2 separate regions of the Sus scrofa genome follow, and region 2 is linked to region 1. Evidence: chromatin contacts called from public HiChIP or PLAC-seq data. All regions are on one chromosome and are shown on one strand. Each heading gives the region's core, a stretch centred on a gene start, on an enhancer-like site or on the middle of the called end of the contact. The rest is flanking DNA. Distances are from core to core; before and after follow the strand shown. Region 1 holds the start of TTF1 (transcription termination factor 1). Region 2 holds the start of DDX31 (probable ATP-dependent RNA helicase DDX31).

Evidence for each region. HiChIP or PLAC-seq counts read pairs in DNA pulled down with a chosen protein or histone mark.
Region 2: a contact with region 1 is called in an H3K27ac HiChIP or PLAC-seq map of alveolar macrophages. The contact joins the promoter of DDX31 here to the promoter of TTF1 in region 1. A contact is called at or near these places in 1 of 5 promoter capture datasets (liver), 5 of 47 Hi-C or Micro-C datasets (embryonic fibroblasts, fetal skeletal muscle, heart right ventricle and 1 more) and 2 of 2 datasets of contacts at active chromatin or transcription factors (alveolar macrophages and skeletal muscle).

The regions. Positions count from the first base shown.
Region 1 is chr1:272,210,456-272,217,040 of Sscrofa11.1, reverse strand. TTF1 (transcription termination factor 1) reads left to right here and starts at 4,537. Exons shown (of 12, transcript XM_021070753.1): 1 at 4,537-4,598. CFAP77 (cilia- and flagella-associated protein 77) reads right to left here and starts at 460. Exons shown (of 7, transcript XM_021085476.1): 1 at 448-460; 2 at 1-128. The coding sequence starts at 460.
Region 2 is chr1:272,452,156-272,458,341 of Sscrofa11.1, reverse strand. DDX31 (probable ATP-dependent RNA helicase DDX31) reads left to right here and starts at 3,947. Exons shown (of 20, transcript XM_003122262.5): 1 at 3,947-4,500. The coding sequence starts at 4,144. It overlaps GTF3C4 (general transcription factor 3C polypeptide 4), which reads right to left and starts at 3,854. Exons shown (of 6, transcript XM_001929441.4): 1 at 3,674-3,854; 2 at 3,385-3,671. The coding sequence starts at 3,728.

The DNA of each region.
Region 1 (6,585 bases), core at 3,288-5,787:
TGGATCGGGCGCGCTTTCCAGCTGGGTGGCGGGCGTGGAGTTCCGAAGGGCACTCCGCAGGTCCTGGGACGCACCACCCGGCCCCGGGGTGGACACCGGGCGCTGGGCCCCCTTCGGAGCGAGGCGCACTCACATCGCGCCGCCCCCTCTTTGCAAGGAGCTCTAAAATCTACATAAGCCCCTCTGGTTCCTGAGAGCGTCTTCTGGGCACCGAGCTGCGGTTTGGAAAAGAAGCGAAAATCAAAACCACCCCTTGAGAAAGAATGGAACGGTCCGTCTCGATGGCGACGGGACGCCAACGGCGCTGGAACGCTTTTGGTGGTTTTACTTTTAGGAAACTTATTGGTGGCCTACATAGAGGTCTTGTTTTCGTAAACAGCTCTGAGAAAAACCCAAGCATCACCACTGGACCGTGTTAAAAGCTACAGGGCTCTAGAAGGACTTTACCCTTGACTTTCATTTACCCCGACACCACTCACTGCCCTTCCCGCTTCTCCCTGCGCCACACGCGCGCGCTGCGGCAAAGAGCGCTACATATTTCCAGACGAATAGAGATCCGAATTCCAGGTCTAATATGACTGTTAATGCACTGGGTGTCTCAAATTAGTCACCTCTGTCCTCAGTGTATTCTTCTGTGAAACGGGTAGGGAGGAAAGTCGAGTTGGACGAAATCTAAGGCATCCCACTCTGAGCCGCAGAATAGAGGGACGTTGAAAAAATACAGATTCACTGAATCAGAATATCTGGAAAGGTTTCTGGGAATCTGCATTTTTAAAAATCTCCTCCCTCCTCTTCGGATTTTTTTTTTTTTTTTTTTTTTTTGTCTTTCATCTTTTGAGGGCCACACCTGCAGCATATGGAGGTTCCCAGGCTAGGGGTCTAATTGGAGCTAAGCTGCAGGCCTATGCCAGAGGCACAGCAACACCAGATCTGAGCTGCGTCTGCGACCTACACCGCAGCTCACAGCAACGCCGGATCCTTAACCCACTGAATGAGGCCAGGGATGAGACTGCAACCTCATGGTTCCTAGTTGGATTCATTTCTGCTGAGCCACGATGGGAACTCCTTTTTTTTTTTTTTTTTTAATATTCAAAGCTACAGCAACTTTGGAAGAAGAGTATAATGAAAGCCCATATAGACTTCAGCTAGATTCACTGGTATTTAGTGTCTACCACATTCTGTGTGTGTGTATGTGTGTGTGTGTGTGTACATGGATGCACATGTATATATTGCTGAATCATTTTGAAAATAACTGCAGACAGTATCATATTTGACCCTAAATATGTGTATCTGCCAAGAACAAGGAACTTGTACAGACCACAGTACTATTATCATGTCTATGGATTTTATTATGAGACAATAAAATAGCTCCTGAAATGCAGTCCGTATGCAAAGTTGGGAATCTGCACTTTTTAAGAGCTTCCCAGGGGATGGAATGCAGTGTTTTGGGAACAACTAGCCTGGATGATCTCTAGTCTACCTCCTAGTTCCAACCTTTTGTGGGGTCATTTACCCAATCACCATCTTCATTAAATGTGCAAATATCAATGAAATAAAGCCATTTGCAGCAACATGGATGGACCTAGAGAGTCTCACACTAAGTGAAGTAAGCCAGAAGAGAAAGGCAAATATCATGTGATATCGCTTATATGTGGAATCAAAAAAAAAAAAAAAAAAAAAAAGGAGTTCACTGGTGGTGCAGCGGGTTAAGCATCCAGCACTGTCACTGCAGCAGCTTGTTGCAAGTTTGGTTCCTGGCCTGGGGACTTCCACATGCTGTGGGTGCAGCCAAAATAAATAGATAAATTTTTAAACATATCAATGAACATATATACAAAACAGAAAGAGGCCCACGGACATAGAAAACAAACTTATGGTTGCCAAGGGGGGAAGGGGAGTAAGGAGGGATAGATTAGGAGTTTGGGATTAACAAATACCCACTACTGTGTATCAAATAGATAACCAACAGGGACACACTGTACAGCACAGGGAACTACACTCAATATTTTGTAATAATCTATAAGGGAAAGGAATCTGAAAAGATAGATAGACTGAATCACTTTGCTGTACATCTAAAACTAATACGTTATAAACCACTATACTTCAATTAATTTTTTTTAAACATCTGTGCAACTGGTGCCATTTATAATTTTGTTTTTGTCTTTTTAGGACCACACCCGCGGCATATGGAGGTTCCCAGGCTAGGGGTCGAATCAGAGCTACAGCTGCTGGCCTACGCCACAGCCATAGTAACACAGGATCCTTAATCCACTGAGCAATGCCAGGGATCAAACCCACAACCTTATGGTTCCCAGTTGGATTCATTTCTGCTGTGCCACAGTGGGAACTCCTCAGTTAAAATTATTTATTTATTTATTTATTTATTTTTGTTTTTTTGCTATTTCTTGGGCCACTCCCGCGGCATATAGAGATTCCCAGGCTAGGGGTCTAATTGGAGCTGTAGCCACTAGCCTATGCCACAGCCACAGCAACGCGGGATCCGAGCCACGTCTGCAACCTACACCACAGTTCATGGCAACACCGGATCGTTAACCCACTGAGCAAGGCCAGGGACCGAACCTGCAACCTCATGGTTCCTAGTCGGATTTGTTAACCACTGCGCCACGACGGGAACTCCGTCAATTAAAATTTTTTAAATAGGGAGTTCCCGTCGTGGCTCAGCAGTTAACAAATCTGACTAGCATCCATGAAGACGAAGGTTTGAACCCTGGCCCTGCTCAGTGGGTTAAGGATCTGGCATTGCCTTGAGCTGTGGTGTAGGTTGGAGACGCAGCTCGAATCCCACGTTGCTGTGGCTGTGGTGTTGGCTGGCAGCTACAGGTCCGATTTAGTCCCTAGTCTGGGAACCTCCATATGCTGTGGGTGTGGCCCTAAAAAGCAATAAAATCAAATAAATAAAACTTTGAATAAAAAAATGTACAAATATCCATAAGGCCCTGGGGAAGGGGTTCACCACAGAGCAATCTGCACAGACAACAAACTAGCACTTCAAAGCCTTACATACCAACAGTGGACAACACCAGCACTAAATTTCCCAAGGAAACCAGGCAGACTTGCATCTGCTCATCCAAGAGCAGCCCTTGGGTGGTGACGTGTGTGTGTGTGTGTGTGTGTGTGTGTGTGTGTGTGTGTGTGTGTGTGTGTGTGTGTCTTATGTATGCTTATGGCTTATCTAGCTGCTTCAATTCCAGACTTCCACAGAAATACAGGTTGTGCACTTTTTTTTTTTTTTTTTGTCTTTTTGTCTTTTGTTGTTGTTGTTGTTGCTATTTCTTGGGCCGCTCCTGCGGCATATGGAGGTTCCCAGGCTAGGGGTCGAATCGGAGCTGCAGCCACCGGCCTACACCAGAGCCACAGCAACGCGGGATCCGAGCCGCGTCTGCAACCTACACCACAGCTCACGGCAACGCCGGATCGTTAACCCACTGAGCAAGGGCAGGGACCGAACCCGCAACCTCATGGTTCCTAGTCGGATTCGTTAACCACTGCGCCACGACGGGAACTCCTGTGCACTTTTTAATTAAAGATGCTTGGCAGCTCACACAGAGGGAGCCAGATGGTATAGAGCAAGGAGCAGGATACTGGAGTAGATCCCAAGTTTGAATCCTAGCTGGAGCCGCACAAGTCCCCTGGGACAAGTTACATGAAGCCCTAGTTTTCTTACACACAAGGCAAGGCTGACACTACCTAATAAAGATTCCTGAAACATGGGGTTGTTATTGGATTAAATGAGAACTCTTGTTGGTGTGATTATGTTTACTATGCAATAATGCTAAAAGTTTGAGTGGCATGGACTGGACTGGACTTAACGGCCTGCTTACAGCTTTACTTTCAGTCATAAGCTCAGTTTCTTCAGGACTCAGTGGAAATGGGAGACTCAGGATAGATCTTCAAGGCTTCTTTAGCTCTACCCATTTAACCTTGCACCGGCTGACCTCACCTACTGCCCTGCCCCTCATTCACTGTGCTCGGCCACCCTGGCCTTCTTTCCGTTCCTCCAACAACCAAGTTCAGGTCCTCTCTATTTGCTCCCAGCCTGGAACACTCTTCCCTGTAGATTTTTTCCCACCCTCTTCATTTGGAAAAACTCACATGTCACTTGTCCAAGAGCCTTCCCTACTATCCAGCTTAGCACTCACTGTCGCGTCTTTCTCCATCACATTACCCTGTTCCATTTTCCTTGTATGATAATGTTAAATTCTTTTTATGTGTTTGTTCTTCGTCTTCCTCGGGTTAACCACCCCGTTCACCCCTCGACTATGAACGGAACTCAGCCAAAAAACAAACAAAACAAAAAACAACCTGTTGAATAAACGGAATGCAAGCATGATGTAGCAAGTCAATGGAGGGGCTCTGTCCCACTCTCTTATTTTTAGGTCTTGCTCTATTCCACCCCGCAAGACCCCAGAAACAAAACCGGGAGAAAGCAGCGCGGGAGTCACAGCCTGGGGGCCTACGTGCTGCTGCGACAGCGCGATGCCGGACGGGGGCGGGGCCCGGAAGTGACGCACAACTACTTCCGCTTCTACAACCCCGGCACTTCCGGATTGGAAGGCAGGCGAGGACGCGTTCGGACGGTAGGTGAAAGCGATTTTTACTTGTTCCGGGTTTTTTTTTCCCCCGGGCTCGTCTGTAAAGCGAGCGGCGTGTGGCTGCTGTCATCGCGCGGGGGACCCGCCTTTGGCCCAGGGCCCCAGGGATGGGGTCGCAGCCGCTCCAGGCCCTTCCACACGGGAACCAAGGCCGGGGTCGAGAGTCGGCCGCTCGTTGGTTCCTCCCTCTCAGCTCCGGAACGCCCACCCCGGAGCGGAGCAAGGTCTCGCTGGCACCGCAAAGCGGGGACGGAATCCGGGACCAGGCTTGGGCACGTCCCTTCAGGCGGGAAGTGGTGTGTTCAGAATAAGTGGGGAGGTAACCATTTGGGAGCCAGATGGAGAGGAAGATCCCAGTCGTTAGGAGGCGGGTTAGGTCACAACCGAGCGAAGTGCAGTCGGAAAGCAGCCAGAGTATTGAGAAACGCTGCCGAACCGGGAGGCGGGACTCAGTTAAGGGATTAGAGGACGTGATGGCCAAACTTAAACCAGTTATAGCTCAGAAAGGTAACGTGGAGGGAAAGCATTCTTGGGAGGATGAGATGCTGTTGCAAAGTCCCTGAGAACGAAAAGGAGGGCCGTGCTGTATTCTGAGAACAGAAGGAAGGCAGGATGTCTGCAACCCAGAGACATGAGAAGTGGAGAGGTGGACATGGACCAGACTAGCTCATGAAGAGCGTGGTAGGTCTGTAAGGATTTGGGATTTTATCTTAAAAATAAGAGGGAAACTAAGAAGTTTTTAGTGGGGAGTGATGGTATATTTAAAAGATTGAGCTCATTTCAAGAAATCAGAAGGAGAAGCTACGGGGGTATTTACAAAAAGGAAAGAAACTGATGGAAAGTAAAAGAATATTTGAAGGAATTGTCTGCTCTGTTCATTGTTATTAGGAGATCCTGGAAGATGAGCCAGGAAAGTGTCTCTTGAATTTAATCTCTTGAAGGTCATAGGCTTTTTTTTTTTTTTTTTTAATCTTTTTTTGGCATTTCTTGGGCCGCTCCCGCGGCATATGGAGGTTTCCAGGCTAGGGGTCGAATCGGAGCTGCAGCCACTGGCCTATGCCAGGGCCACAGCAACGAGGGATCCGAGCCACGTCTGCAACCTACACCACAGCTCATGGCAGTGCCAGATCCTTAACCCACTGAGCAAGGGCAGGGATCGAACCCGCAACCTCATGGTTCCTAGTTGGATTCGTTAACCACTGCGCCACAAGAGGAACTCCAGGTCATAGGCATTTTTTACCAGAGCAGTCTTGGAGGAGTAACAGGGATGAAATCTGCAAAGAAGTGGGTTAAGAAGTGGTTGGGGAGTTCTCATTGTGGCTCAGGGGTAAGGAACCCAACTAGATGCTTGAGGACGTGGGTTCGATCCCTTGCTTCACTCAGGCATTGCCATGAGCTGTGGTATAGGTCGGTAGGTCGCAGACACAGCTCCGATCCCGGGTTGCTGTGGCTCTGGTGTTGGCCGGCAGCTACAGCTCTCATTTGACTCCTGGACTGGGAATTTCCATATGCCAGGAGTGTGGCCCTAAAAAGAAAAAGAGAAGAAGTGGTTGGAAGGCAAAGACATGGAGAGAGGAATGTCTCTCTTAAGAAATTTTGTTGTGAAGGGAGGAAAGAGAATAGCTAGATGGGACTTTAGGGTTAGAGGGTGGTAGCATCTTGAAGTTAGAAGAGTCTAGAGATTGTTGGAGGCGTTCCCACTGTGGCCTAGTAGGTTAGGAATCCGACTGCAGCCACTCAGGTCATTGCAAAGTCATGGGTTCCATCCCCAGCCTGGCACAGTGTGTTAAAGGATCCGGCACTGCCGCAACTGTGGCCTATGTCCCTGGCCTGGGAACTTCCATCTGCTGTGAGTGTGGCGAAAGAAAGAAAGAAAGAAAGAAATGTTGGCATGCTGCTAGAAGGGAGCCAGTGCAGAAGGGAGAGGCAGAAGATACAGGAGAGAGTTGGGTTACCCATGGATCACCGTCTC
Region 2 (6,186 bases), core at 2,698-5,197, 240 kb before region 1:
TTCCTAGTCGGATTCGTTAACCACTGCGCCACGACGGGAACTCCTCCACAACTTATTTTTAAAATCTGTGTTTGATTGCTTTTCAGATCTGGATCATTCACCTTGACATCACGTAACCTCAGTGCCCAGGACAACATGCAAACAGCAGATGATATTTGCCCTATTATTTAACCGCATATTTTCCTGAAAAAATTCACCATCTAAACAACAGTCATAGAGCAAAGGCTTCAAAGGGTTTAGCATCTAGGCCTCTAGCAGTGCTACCCACTAAACCTGCGGTCTAGGCTGCAGAAGGTCCATTCTTTGTGGTGGGGTCAAGGCAAGCGGGACAGCATAAAGTGGACTTGAAATCCGCAGGGACTGTCAATGCGCAGTGCCAGCAAGGCATGGACACAGGCTTCTCTACATTCCTACCATGACTTCAGTTTCACCCCGCAGAGGCCTCTTGTAGAACAGCAGGGGCCACTCAGCATTCATTCACCAGGCCGGGCTAGTCTAGTAAGACTGCTAATTGACTGAGAGTTTCTGTGATGTGCTTACCAAAGAACAGTACAGAAAGGGAAGGTGCCACTAGTTAATTTCAGGAAAGCTACCAGTTATCAGAAGGATATACAGATTGCCTATGACTCATTTGCCAGTCGTGGAACAAATGATGGAGTCAAACTGTTACCACAACACAGTCCTAGAGGTATCTTCACATCCACAGTCACAGCACTGATCCAGTCTCCTTCCTTCACACCTGCAGGCCTGCGTTTCCCACCTGGAGCATTTGCAGTGTGCCAGGAACCGTGCTAAGGGGTTACATGTGGATACGCACACATGTATTACATGGAAAAAATCCACCTATACATATACTTATAATCTGCCAAAAATTCTTTGTGTGTGTGTGTGTGTCTTTTCTAGGGCCACACCCTGGGCATATGGAGGTTCCCAGGCTAGGGGTCTAATCGGAGCTATAGCCACCGGCCTACACCGCAGCCACAGCAACGTGGGATCCGAGCCGCATCTGCGACCCACACCACAGCTCATGGCAACACCGGATCCTTAGCCCACTGAGCGAGGCCAGGGATCGAACCTTCAACCTCATGGTTCCTAGTCGGATTCGTTAACCACTGTGCCACAAGGGGAACTCCCAAAAATTCTAAATAAGTTTATTATCCTCCCTTTATGGAGAGGCCCATCTTGCTATCCTGTGCCAAAGCTCAATCTCTTAATCCCTAGTTTATCCTGACTCTTCACCATCATCTTCCTGCCTCTACTCCAGCCAGATTCACATTCATGAGCTTTACCAGGTCATCCACGTTTAAGATACTATCATAGCACTCAAGGCTTCGTAGCTTGAAGCCAGCCTCCTCAGACTGACCTGCATGTCCCCACACTGGCCCCACCTTACTTTCTCTGACTCGCCAGGAAAGCTACCTGCACCCACTGATGAGCTGTCATTACTTACTCAAACACCAGCAGGTTACCTTCGTGGCTTGGACGCAGTGTGTGAGATGGGCACCTCCTTCCCACTACCTGCGGGACGCTTTCCTCCCTTCCTCCTACAACCCAAACCTTACTCCCCCCCGGACCCCCAAGGTCTGCTGCAGATTTACCACCAAATAACCTTCCTTGATGAGTGCGACACACTTAAAATTTCTTCTAGTTGACTGTGCATATGAGCATCCTTAGCAACAGTAAACTCCTTTTCAGCAGAGGATACACCTTTTCAGATCCCTCTGTTCTGCTTCCCTCCTTAGGTGTTTCTAAATTCCATAGCATTACCACCATCTATCCCCCTGATTTGTTTATACTTGAACCAACGGGTGCACAATCATACAAGTTGACCAATGACATGAGTGCTTAACCATACTGGTTTACCAATGATCTAATTCAACATCAACTGTCCGTTTCAAACTTAAATCAGGAATGCTGACAAGTGGTGCAGGTTCCCCGAACCCTACCCACAGTTAATGATTCACTTGTTAAACAGCTGTGCAGAGTAAGTTAAAAAAAAAACCCAACTTCACTCACATAAATATGTTCTCTGTATACAGAGACATCTTGACACGGCTTATCACTATCTAGTGTGACACCGTTATTTGGTCATGACTTGCCAAAAGAATGTAAGCTCCACGAGGCCAGGGTCTTTGTTTTTCACAATGCTTTACTTCCAGAGCCTAGACTGGTGCCTAGCTTATCCAAAGTGGTATTCAAAAATGTCCTGAAAGATATACACTTTGGTAATTGTATAAATGCCTACAGATTCATAAAGAAAATGGAGAAAGTTTTAATACTTTTAAACTATTAAAATGAACAAACAATACGACTGAAGACTTAAAAAAAATAATTTGGGAGTTCCCGTCGTGGCATAGCAGAAATGAATCCGACTAGGAACCATGAGGTTGGGGGTTCGATCCCTGGCCTCGATCAGTGGGTTAAGGATCCAGCATTGCTGTGAGTTGTGGTGTAGGTTGAAGATGCAGCAAAGATCTGAGGAGGCTGTGGTGTAAGTCAGTGGCTACAGCTCTGATTCGACCCCTAGCCTGGGAACCTCCATATGCCCAGGATGCGGTCCTAAAAAGACAAAAAAAAAAAAAAAAAAAAAAAAAAAAAATTGAAAATGGTGATGATAAAACAATAAAACTTCAGGAGCCCTGAAGTTCTGAAGGCAAACTTTGTTAATATGAAGCCAAAAGCACTAAATCTACACGGAGATCTTGGGCTTGAAGTTTAAAACTGCACTGAAGTTTAAGAATTTCCAGAGGCCTTATTTTTTCATGCCACATCCGAAAAAATTTCAATTATTGAAGAAAAACTGGAGTACTAACCCCTACATCCATATTTATTTATCCATCTGCCCAAGATGAGAAACAAGGACCATTTCATAATAAAGTCACTGAAACAGGTAAGACGATGGAGCAAGCCAATTTTTCTCCTCCAAAGCCAAAGAGGCGCAGGGAGAGGGCACATCACAGTAAACAAAGCCAGCCGAGGTCCTCGGGGAGCAAGCCCCAGACAATAGGAGCGACGGTCGAGGCAGGTCTGGGGTTGGGTCAACAGGGGGTGGAGCCTCAGAAAAGACCAAGGAAAGAAAATCTACACTAGCAGCCGGCCCGACGCAGGGGTGAGGGAAGAAGCTGGCTCCGAGAGGGAGCTCCCGAAATACACGTGTATTTGTGTCAGGAGGAAGTGTGAGATCCGGGAAACGGAGCACAAAAGGCTAGATTTGTTGTTTGTTGTTTTAAGCTACGATGACCCTAGCGGCTTATCCCCAAGCGCTGGGTGCAAGGAGGGGAATCCCGGGACTAGGCGTGGGTCGGGATTCCCCAGGGACCGGTGACGCGGCCGCGGGAGGGGAGTAGGAGGAGATCCCAGGGCTGGGGCCCGGGGATGACTTACTTTGAGGAGGCAGCTGTTGAGAGGCGCGGGCACGGAGGTGCGGTGGATAACCAGGTCCTGGCCCGGGTTGTGCACGTCGCAGATGAGCTCCAGCACAGCGATGCTACGGGCGGTGGACACCGACACGCGGTGGTCCTCGGACCACGCCAGCGGCTCCAGGCCGCTCACCGCATACTGCAGCCTCACGGCCGGCTCCCGCCGAGTCACCAGGAGGCGGAACGCGGCGCTGGGCCCGGGGGCCGGGTCCGCCACCGGCCCCTTCCCGCCCGCCTCGCCCTCTTCTTCCTCGGCGGCGCAGGCCGGTCGGCCGCGGGCCCCACCCGGGCCTTGTCGGCCGTATTCATCTCCCCTCAGAGGCTGAAGCCGGACCCCGGGCGCGCCAACTCCGCGTCGCCGTCCGGTTGCCGCCTCTTGCACCGCGGCCGCCGGCCCCCAGCGCCCTCCGCGGCGGTTTTCTTCCCCTTAGGCCCGGAGCGCCGCCGAGCCAGGAAGGACCCCGCCGTTGCTAGGCGACCCAGCCCTGCCAGGTGGCCAAGGCGCTGCCTGTAAAAAACGCGCCTCCTCCGCGGGCTGGACCGCGGGTGGGCAAGGGGCACGCAGCCGCGAGGATCCCCACCGGGTGATCGAGCCCCAGGCCCCTTTAGGGACCTCCCGGGGCAACTAAATGCTGGGGAAAGAGTAACCCGGTGGCAAAGGAAGGAATGCTGGTTAGACCAGGCACGCCTTTTCTTCTGGAGGAATTCAAAGAGCTGCACAAGCATGAACTCTGGGGTCGAGTGGGACTTGGCACCTCTGCCGCAGGCCAGGCCACGAGGGGCTCAAGCGGGGCAGCCCCCCACGCGCTGCGGCCCCAGCCCCGAGCGGCGCGGGCCGTGCGTTTGCAGACCTTCCGGGACCCGGAAGGGGCGCGGGCGCAGGACCCTGCGGGGCAGCTACGCGGGGTCCTCGCGCGCGTCCCACGTGGGGCCGAGCCGAGCGGCGGGGCCGGTTCGAGAGACCCAGACGCGCCTTTCTGCCGGCATGGCAGCCGCCGGTGGAGCGCTCCTCCACGTTCCCGAGCCCCGCGCCGCAGCCCCCAGGACGTTCTCCAGGCCCCGCCCGGCGCAGGCGAGGCAGGTGAGTTCTGCCCCGATTTCAGATTCGTTCGCACCCGGGGCCGCTGCGCGCCGTGAGCTGCCGCCTTGCCTTTTGGTCGGGGTTCGAAGTTCAGGGGGCAAAGCCAGGCGTCGGGCAGCTTCTGGAGGAGTCGCTGAGCAGCGCGGGTCTGAGACCCGGACACCATCCTGCGGAGAGGGGGTCTCGGAGGGAACGGAGTGGGTGTGGAGGGGTGGGGGCCGGCTCGGGCTGCTAGTCGGAGGTAGCGGCGGGGACCTGAGGCTGCCTCCCAGAGAAACTGGGGACTGACGCTTGGGCGGAAGCCCCAGCCCCGTCACTCACCAGCCGTGTCTCTAAACTTATCTTAGCCGCCGTTTTCTCGACTCTAAGGGTCGTTTGTTTCCGGAATGAGAACTGGAAACTAGAGAGTTTTTTGAAGTTTTCCAAGATGGGATGTATTTTCACCCACGTGCAATGAAGGGAAGAGAAAATACACCTAGTCAATGTGGTCACCTCATTAGGTGAGAGAAAGATGCCCTACATTTAACCCAAGCCAAAGCTGAAAATCGGTTTTTAAGGTGGTTCACTAGGCTCCTAGAAAAGAGGAGAAGCAGAAAATTCATACGTTGTCATAAAAACCAGGACGGCTACAGCTTGAAGGCAAGGAAAGTGTGTTTATGTGTGTTTTCTCGAAAAAGCAACACTTAATTCTTTTGAAAAATTAAATGCCAAAGTTTAATTGGTTCTTTTCCTTTCAAACAACGTGGTGATGCTGAAATTCATTGAGTTCAGGTAAGCTCCCATCATCCAACGCCCACTGTGTTATCTTCCGGATTTGTGTGTGTGTGTGTGTGATATTCAGCTTTAGGATTTAGAGACTGTGAGTAAAGTTTTCACCTGGGCGGTGGTGTAGCTGCATCTGTGCCGGAGGGGGAAGGGAAACTACAGAAGAGCCAGTTGGGAACACAGGATTTGGAGCAGGATGGATTTGGATTCCATGTGAGCTTTGCAACATGCTAAGCTCTGTGACCCTAGAGAAGTCACGTCACCTCTCTGATCGTTACTCTTCCTATCCATAAATGGAGAACAGTCATTTCCACTTCGTATGAGGTTATTATAAAGATTAAATGAGATAATACGCTCAAAGACTGTACATTTTCTGATCCATAGGAGCACTCAATAAATGTCAGCGATTCAAAAATAAAGTCATACTGGCTCCGTTGTGGGTAATAGAATCGCTGTATCAGGAGGTCATTAGGGTGCTTGTGCCAAGTACTTAGTAATTAACACATAGAAAGCACTTGCTAAAATTTTGTGGGATGGATTGAATAGGTAAATGTAAGATATCAGGTTTTTTTTTTTTTTTTTAGATTTTTGAACTTTTTTTTTTTTGTCTTTTGTCTTTTTTTTGTTGTTGTTGCTGATATCAGGTTTCATGATTGCTTGAGACACTGTATCAAAAGGATGTTAAGAAGGTGGTGACAGTCTTTTGCTGTGGCCTTGTCCACACCTACGTTTTTGTTTGTCTTGAATAAGCATTGTGTATATATGTTGATCACATTTGCTCATAGCCTCAACTTGGGATGAGTAGCTAATATACTAGGTTTACAAAGATCTTGACAGCTTAAATTACGCTGTTTCTAACACTATGCAGAATGTCTTGTTTCTTTAAAAAAAGTGGTTTATTATAGGAAATTTGGGAAGTAG